2 separate regions of the Sus scrofa genome follow, and region 1 is linked to region 2. The links are chromatin contacts, called in public promoter capture Hi-C maps. All regions are on one chromosome and are shown on one strand. The core of a region is the stretch at or near the end of the contact, and the rest is flanking DNA. Distances in the headings are between cores, read along the strand shown. Region 1 holds the start of TANGO2 (transport and Golgi organization protein 2 homolog). Region 2 overlaps ARVCF (armadillo repeat protein deleted in velo-cardio-facial syndrome).

Region 1 (4,093 bases), core at 1,414-3,913, 39 kb after region 2:
CACCGGGTCCCTGCAATGACACCAGGCATACAGGTGACCGCAAATGGGACCATAACCCTAGGCCAGCTCCACTTAACTTTGGAGTGTGTGTGGATGCCAGTGGGGATGCTGCTTGTTTAGGGCTGTTTCAGGGGTCTCTGATCAGTGAGCCTAGCTCTTGTGTGGTTCTAAGCCTTTCCTGCCCTGGTTGCACCTGGAGATGACCAGATCCTCAGCTCACCATGCTCCCCAAGGCTGCCCAGAGCCACCAGCCCATGACAATGCTATGGGGCGGGGGGCATTCATGTCTCATCCATCCACGTCAAGGGTCCAGTGTGTTCACCCAGTAGTCACTTGGTCAGAACAAAGAAAATGAAATGATTTGGAGCCAGAATTCACCACTGGTACCACATTGGGTCCCCCTGTGCCCTGGCACATGTGTCAAATCAACCACAACAGCCATTCAGAGCTAGACAGACACAGCCAATCAACTGGAATTGGCACTGGAATTGTCACCAGCATTGGATGTGACAACCATTGGCATCCTGGCACAGGGATGTTGCTGGAAGCTCTGGGTGGGCAGAGTGAAGAGTCCCTCTCTAGAACACAAGGGCCCTTTCCTATATTTAGGGGTGGATTTGATTAGCCTTGTGATCTCTCCAGGGGCACTGGGCCCTTGTCCTCCTGCAGCCCCTCCTCTCTCAATGATCTTGTGGGTCCAGCACCACCCCTTCCCTACCACTTGCTGATGGTGGCAAGAGGGGTTGGACAGACCTCTGCTGAGAGAGCAGAGGGGAAAATTGTGCACCAAAATCAGCCCAAGTGAGGACTCCGTCCTTTTCCCTCATCCCCACCCCCCTCATCCCCACCTCCCTCATCCCCACCCCCCTCTTTTTACTGTGTTCCAGAGGTCTGTCTGCTCCCAAGCTGGATCACCAGCTGCATACAGGGGATCAGGGTGGGCAGTGCCAGTTCCAAGAGGACTCAGGGCCCTTGTTTGGCAGTGGACCCACCATGACCCAGGCTGCAAATGGGGGTTGGGAACAGTCAGAAGGCAGGGCAAATGGCCTCTACCCCTAGCGCACTGCCACAGGGACCAGTAGCCCAGTCTTCTCCCTCTCTCCCATTCTCTCTATCTGGCTTCTGGCCATCTCTGTAGGGACATCCCTTGGGCACATGAGGAAAGCTGCCAGAAGAAAAAGTTCTCAGGAATAACTCCCCAACAGTTGCAGATGTTCAGAGATCAAAAGGGTGACCACACAAGGTGATGAGCTCCCCATGTAAGGATGTATATAGAGGTGGCATAGCAGTAAACTCCTTGCAGCCCTGTGACCCCCACCTTAACCTGTCTCATTGGCCCATGGCAGAGTGGGATTTAAACCTCTATCCTACCCATGCATGACTGCATCCCTTTTGCAGGTAATGGGAAAGCACTGCTCAGCAGGGATTGGCCAGTCTGTGTCCCACCCCTCTAAGGCGTGTGACCCATGGTTTGGGGCACCACTCTACAGCTTCTGCTCCATCCCCAGGGCATGGTGACTTGCTTCCAAGCCCCAGGTCCTGCTTATCCAACACCACCTCCTCTTGGCTGGACCACATGATCCAGCTGCCAGGAGGGAAATCACTGGCACCCACCCAGCATGATTCTGTTGCCAGATGGCTCGAGGGAGAACTGTGTGTCTTGTTGGGTTTGCTGCCTGTTGGCCTTGAGTCCTTGAGAATTGGGAGTCCTTGGCTTCCCTGCCTGCAAAGGGCTTCTGTTGAGTTCTAGGAGGAACACAGATGAGATGGTGAAAGAGTGGGGTGCCATGAGGCTTTGGGGACATCATGCAGGTTTGGGTTAGACTCTTGCCTGTGCTTACTAGCCAGGCCTTTGCCCTCTCTGAGCACCAGTTTTCACAGGGTGTCAGCGCTCCAAGTCAGGATCAGGGCACCTATGTCCTCAACACAGGGCTGTGGAGCTAATCCAGCCAATGCCACTTGCCTCCTTTACTTTTGATTTCAAACAGGTGACATACATAACTGCTCTGAGCCTCCATGTTTGCATCTGTAAAATGGGATAAATGAGAGTTGTGTCTTGGAACAATGGGTTTAGAACACTTAGCACATTGTTATTAAATATAATTGTCATCTCTGTCATAGTTTGCTGAGGGCCCACTTTGGAGCAAGCCCTGCACTCAGGCCCCAGACATAGCCCAGCGGCCAATATGAGCTGGGAGCCCAGTGATTGACCATCTTGTTGCCAAGGCCCCAATCAGCGCTCCTCCCCTGCCTCTTGCTCATTTGCAACCCGGTGCAAATCAGGCCAGCAGCTCCTGCAGAACAGGCCCGAGGTGGGTTAAAGGCTGCGGTGGCCGATCCAGGGTCTGTCCTGAGGGGGCAGGGATGTCGGAGGTCGAGGTTGCAGTGAGAAAGATGGCCAGTCCAGGAGGCACGGACTGAGCGGACGGGGTGTGTCCGAATGTAAGCATCCCTACAGAACCTTCATCAAGAGCCGGGGCTAGCTTCCAGAGCCGCGGGGGTCACGAGGCGCAGCCCGAAGGTTGGCGCAACCTCGGGGGCGGGGCGCCGGGAGGTGCAGCCGGGAGCGACGGCGCGCTCAGCCAAAGGTAACCGGCCTCGCGGGGCGAGGCCCCGCCTCTCCTCGTTTAGCCCAATGGTGAGCGCGCAGACGGTGGGGGGCGGGGCCTGAGCGTGGCGGCAGCGCGCGGGCGCGGTACCCGGAAGTCCGCGGCGGCGGCGGCGGCGGCGGAGGTGGTGAGTAGTCGGCTGGCGGCGGACTGCGTTTCCCGCTTGGCTCGGGTCTCGGACTCTGGGCTTGGGGCACCGACTTGAGGCTTGTTGGGGCGCGGACTGGGGGCTCGGGGCGCCGACTTGGTGCTTGGGTTGCGGACTCTGGGCGTGGGGCTCGAACGCGCGGGGCGGACTCGGGTAGCGGCCGCCCCTCCCGTCCTGCCTCAGTTTCCCCTTCTTGAGGCGGAGAATGCAAGTACAGCGGCCGGTCCCTGGAGGCCAAGCTGACCCCTGCCGACGAAGCGTCCCTAGCGTTCCCGGAAGGCGTTTCCAGTGGCCCCGCCGGGATGGGGCGCGGGCCCCGCAGTCAGGGCCGGTGTTCCTCAGGGAGGCAGACTGGAGGTCCGGGAGCTGCCAGGTCGTTGCAGAGTGAGAGTGGGTGGGCAACGCGTCTCTTGGCCCCAGAACCCTGAGTCACGATGCTCCCTCCCTCTGCTGCGGGTAACAGCTGATGTCTATCTGAGGAGGCAGCAAGTGCCAGGTCATCCATTCGCCTGGACAAGGCCTTCCCTCGGTGGCCAGGCCTCCCCCCGCAGGGCATTAGGGGAGGAGGCTGGGCGGGGTTGCACACAGGGCAAGGCCTTGCAACCACTGGTCTTTAAGACCCTTTCTCACTCCAGCAATTCCCACGCCTCCTTCTGGGCCATAGCTTTGGCCTGGGCCTTCTGTCCCTGAGCTGGTCCCTGAGCCCCAGGCCCTTGTCTGTCCTCCACTGAGAATGTCATATGGTCAGCCAGGCCTACCCTGTCCTCCTGCTGCAGACCTGCCCACTGATGTTTTGCTGTTGCTGTTTCCATGCCGCAGCTGTTAGGGGCGCCTGCAGCTGGTGGCTCTTGGGAAGTGCTTTCTCCTGCTTGTTCCTCTGTCCTCTGGGCAGGCTTTTGGGGCAAGTGTTTGTTGGCTAGACACCATTCACAGTTGAAGAAAACTCAGTCTGAGGGGCAAATCGTGTTCCCAAGATCACTCAGAGCCAGGGCTGGTCCTCCCCTCCTGAGCCCCTCTCCCAAGAACCTTTTTGTAGCAGGTATCCTGTCGGATGGGTGGGGGCACTGGAGAGGGTGGCTGTGTTGGTCGGTGGACACAACAGAGCCTCTGTACCCTGTTCCCAGGGCTCCCAGTGGGCAGAGAATGTTGCCCTGGTGCTCCCACCCCCTTGGGCCCCTGACGATTCACTTCAAAAGCACAGGTCCCCCAGTTCTGGGGCTTTGTATTACTAGTCCAGAAAAAGCAAATGCAGACCACTGACTGTCAGCTCTGCCCTATTGCCCAGCCCCTGAGCTGTTCTTACCACCTCATGCTTCCTTTGTGTCCTCTTTTGTGG
Region 2 (4,106 bases), core at 796-3,295:
TCTCCAACCCTGGTTCTGGAGGGTGCAGTGAACCCACTTCTGCCAACTTCGCTTCTGCTAGTATCTATCTGTCTGTCTTCCATGCAGCCCCCTTGAGGCCAGTGAGGCCCAGGCCTGCCCACACGGGTCCGCCCCAAGTGCAACCAGCTCACCTTGCAAAATCACCCCAATAAATCTGGAAAGTATCTGCCTATAAAACCAGGTCAGTCAGGCAGTGCCTGTGACGGTGTCACTCACCCCCACCAGCATGCCAACAGGGCAAACCCAGCAGATGCTGGAAGCGGGGACCTGTTGGGCTGTGCAGGCATGCAGCCTGCCTTTGAGGTCTGTCATCACCAGGTGGCAGCAGTGCCTCAGGAGTGGCACCCTACACCTCTATTCCAGAGCTTTCGCCTCTTTTTTAAGTCAGAAATGCAACTTCTTTACTAAAAGCAGCTGTTAATAATCTTACATACAATATCATGTTTAAAAGATATACTGCAATAGAAATGAAAGATTTGAGTATTTAGCTAAAAGATGAATGGAGTGCTTCTCTTCAGCCACCACACTGCTCCTTTTGTCCCCTGGTGTCCTCATCTTTGCATCAAACATGCTGCCCCCACCCCCACCCCAGACGCTAAGGCTGTAGACTGGCCACAGCAGTGCCAGGGGTCAGCCCTGCTCAGTGCTGCTTCTGTGGCCAGGCCGCGGTACCTGCTATAGCCCCATGGGGATGTCTCCAGGCAGGGCTGAGCCTAACCGGGGCCACCCCACCTGGGAGACCAGAACAGGGTAGCCATCCATGCTTCAGGCCCACGCTGGGGAAGGTGGACATGGCCGGCCCTACAGCAGCGCCAGCTGCAATCTGGCCAGCACCCAGCCTCCCAGGGCAGAGTGGAAACACCGGCCCCACTCCCACTCTGCCCCACTAAGACCAGCTGGGGCACTTCTGTGGTTGCCCAGCTGGCAAATGAAGGAGTGAAGTTGGCCTGTATCTACCTAAATCCAGTGCCACCAGCCCTGACCCTGCTGTTCTAGCCTCAAGACCCCTAAAGGGTTTGATCTCTGGCCACCTCAGGCTCCCCAGGGTCCCAACAGAGGTTGGGGTCCTAGATCCCAGGGTCACCCTCCTGATTGGGTCCACCTGTGCCCAAGACCAGCCACCAGGCAGGACACTATCCCGGGCCTCAGGGCCCTGCTAACCACCCAGGATCAAGCCTACTGCTCTTTGTGTATAGAATGAGAATGCCTGTGGGGAAACAGCCATGGGGCCTAGGAGGTGAGCTCCCACTGGACACAGCAGACATCACAGAGGTGGGGGCCACCTCCGCCCACCCAGCAAATGAGGGGGCAGTGGTGGAGAGGGAGTTGAGCCTCAGAAGACAGAAAGTTCCTTTACTGCTTTTTTTAATTTTCAAGTTTTCTTACAAAAATTTAGATGTTTACCAATACAGTCTTTAATGCTTTTCGTCAGTGTTTTTCTTGTTTATAAGTCGCAAACAGCAGGCACTGAACAGCAGTCCCCCCACTGCTGCCAAAGGTCAGTCCCAGAAGTGCCCCTCGGGCCAGAGCTGCGCAGGAGAGGCCCAGCTGTGGGCCCCACGCGTCCAAGGGCGGGTGGGGCAAGCAGCCTGACCCCCTGCTCACTGCCTCCAAAGCCTCCGTGTGCGCCGACCCTGAGCAGCCCCAGACTAGGGGCCCAGGGAAGCCCCTCCACCCTCCAGGTCCGACTCCTTCCCTGAGCGCCCCCTGCACGGCTGCGGGGCCCTAGGACCCACCAGGCGGCCCTCGCCTGGGTCGGCCAGCGCCCCGCCAGCCTCTCACTCGGACACAGCACCACGTGGGTGAACTAACTGGCCCAGGACTTGGGAGGGAAAGAGTGAGGGCGGGGAGGGAGACGTGTCCAGAATGGCCGCCCCACCCCCCCGCCCCCGCTCCGGCTCTGTCGAGAGGCGCTACCGGCCCCCGCCGCCAGGGGGCGCCGAGCTCCACAGCTGGCTCTGCGCGGCCAGCGCTGATGTCCCTTCTTCGGAGATCAGATCCTAGGAACCAAAGGCTGGGCCCAGACCCTGAGAAGGGAGAAGGGCGGGCTGAGCGAACCGGGAAGTGGAGCGAATGGAGGTGTGGACAGACGTGGGCAGCTGCCCCCCAACTTGCAGGTCCTCGAGGATGGGACCGTGCTTGGGGCGTTCGAAGGTGTGGAGGGACCCCACCCCCTGCCCCATCTGGCCCCATGCCCTCCGGGACCCGATAGCTCCTCCCTCTTAGACTCTGGCCCTTCATCCCTCCCGTGGCTTTACAGGACCGCTGAGCTCAAGGCCAGCCTGCGGGGAGCGCGCGGGGAGAATAGAGCAGACAGCCAGCGAGGTGAGGTCCTGCCTGGATAGGCAAGGTCGGGTGGGTGGAGGTCAGACAAACGTACCCGGCATGCAAACTAGACCCAGGAGTCAACGGGCTGAGGCTTAGCATCCCCCACGGCGTCCACCAGCCTGACCGCGGGCCTGCTGGGCCCCAGAGGAGGAACCTTCCTGGTGGGGTTGGGCTGCAGCAGACAGGCAGTGGGCAGGAGAGCATTAGAAGCAGAACAAGGCAGGTTAGTCAGGGCTGGCTGGTGGGGGCTGAGTGGTCAGTGGGCAGGGCTGGGGGCAAAGGGAGCTGAGCAAGTGTGGCTCAGAGCTGCTGAGTGAGTGTGGCTGAGAAGAGTCCTGTGCCCAAAGCATTGGCGCAGAGCAGGCATCAAGGGCTGCCCTGGAGGCGAGGCCATGCAGGCCATCGCACGCACACGCATGCAGGGAGGGATGCAGACACGCTTGCTCAGGCTCCCCCAACAGCCCTCTGTCCTGTGCCTCCTCTCTCCCAGTGGCTATGAGCTTCCAACCACTTGCACCCGCAGGCTGGCTCCAATGGGAGGTTGCTGAGACAGAAGGGCCACTCCCTGAACCAGTCTCTTGGCCCAGTGGCCGGCCTGCAAGTGAGTCCCACCCCGGGCCCAAGGCAATCCCTGGACACCTGCCCACAGCCACTTACTTTCAACGGTTCCTTTTCAGAGGCCTCCCCTGTAGGGTCACTGCCTCGAGCTCTCCGCTCCCTCCGGTCAACGGTGGAGTACCCATCTGCAGGGTGTAGGCAGGAAGGGAACTCTGGAGCAGGCACCAAGAAACCAATGTCCTGGTGCAAGGGGCCCTGGGCCTGGGTGCATCTGGAGAGGCCCTCCAACTGCCCACTCTGAATCAGGCCTTCTCACAGTGGGGCCTTGAAGCCTCTCGCTTACTCCCCCACAGTGGCTCAGAACTCTCCAGCCGCCCTTCAGCTGGCTGACTGGGCACATCTGGGCAGTGACCATAACTGGCTGCCCCAGCCCTCACTCCTGAGCACCTCTAAACCAGATCTCTTTTCCAAACCCACCTTGCCACGTGGTAAACAAACAGCACACCAGCACCTGCACTCACCCGAACTAAGTGCCTCCATGGGGATCATGTCCCGGCTGCCTGGCTTCTCGCCACCATCTGCAAAGCACAGGCAGGTGGCTGGTTGGTTGCAAGTGGGGGACTACCGGTGGCCTCTGCCACCCTGGGTACCTTTTATCACTAACATCTTTACACCACTCTGCTAGGCCTCTGTCTGCTGGCACTGTTACCCCCAGCTTGATGCCATCATAGAGAGAATGGAGGACGGGAGGGGGAGGGGCGGGGGCGGGGCCATCTTCCTGGAGGGGACCCACTTCCCTCCCTGCCTCTGCCAGGTGGGCAGGTACTCCTGAACCTGGGGATGGGCCCTGCCCGGTGCTCACCGAGGCTCTTATCCACCAGCGGCAGCGTGCTGTCGTCCAAGCCTCCGGGGCTCGGAGCTGCCTTGGGCCCCTTAGCATTAGCAGCGGTCGACTGCAGTGGTGTAATACATAAACAGAGTGGGTCAGCGGTGCTCCCGTGAGGGACCCATCCGGGCAAAATGAGAGAGGAAGGGCCAGCGGCCTCACCTGGAAGCGCGCCTTGGTCCAGCCATCCCTCTGCAGGGCACCACGCAGCTCCTTGTAACTCCACACGGTCTGCAGCACGTGGGACGCGGCCTTCGCCTCCCGCGCGGATTGGCTGCGACCGGGGCGGGGTCAGCGTCTGGCCCCGCCCCGC

The links. Promoter capture Hi-C pulls out the DNA fragments that hold promoters and counts their contacts.
Region 1: a contact with region 2 is called in a promoter capture Hi-C map of fetal liver, with 3 times the contacts expected there. The contact joins the promoter of TANGO2 here to the enhancer-like site in region 2. A contact is called at or near these places in 5 of 5 promoter capture datasets (fetal liver, fetal skeletal muscle, liver and 1 more), 23 of 47 Hi-C or Micro-C datasets (alveolar macrophages, blood, brain and 12 more) and 2 of 2 datasets of contacts at active chromatin or transcription factors (alveolar macrophages and skeletal muscle).

Annotation. Positions count from the first base shown.
Region 1 is chr14:51,440,934-51,445,026 of Sscrofa11.1, forward strand. TANGO2 (transport and Golgi organization protein 2 homolog) reads left to right here and starts at 2,664. Exons shown (of 9, transcript XM_001929644.5): 1 at 2,664-2,736.
Region 2 is chr14:51,402,551-51,406,656 of Sscrofa11.1, forward strand. ARVCF (armadillo repeat protein deleted in velo-cardio-facial syndrome) reads right to left here. Exons shown (of 18, transcript XM_021072783.1): 14 at 3,956-4,067; 15 at 3,770-3,860; 16 at 3,429-3,485; 17 at 3,007-3,092; 18 at 665-2,048. The coding sequence ends at 2,022. COMT (catechol-O-methyltransferase) reads left to right here. Exons shown (of 4, transcript NM_001195330.2): 4 at 1-198. Among named protein-coding and RNA genes, the nearest start is that of COMT, 6.3 kb to the left of the region's middle. Within about 2 kb of position 2,046, at least 14 of the 83 cell types and tissues checked have an H3K27ac peak or open chromatin away from gene starts, as enhancers often do. A contact at or near this core is called in fetal liver, liver, omental adipose tissue and 1 more, where this site is marked.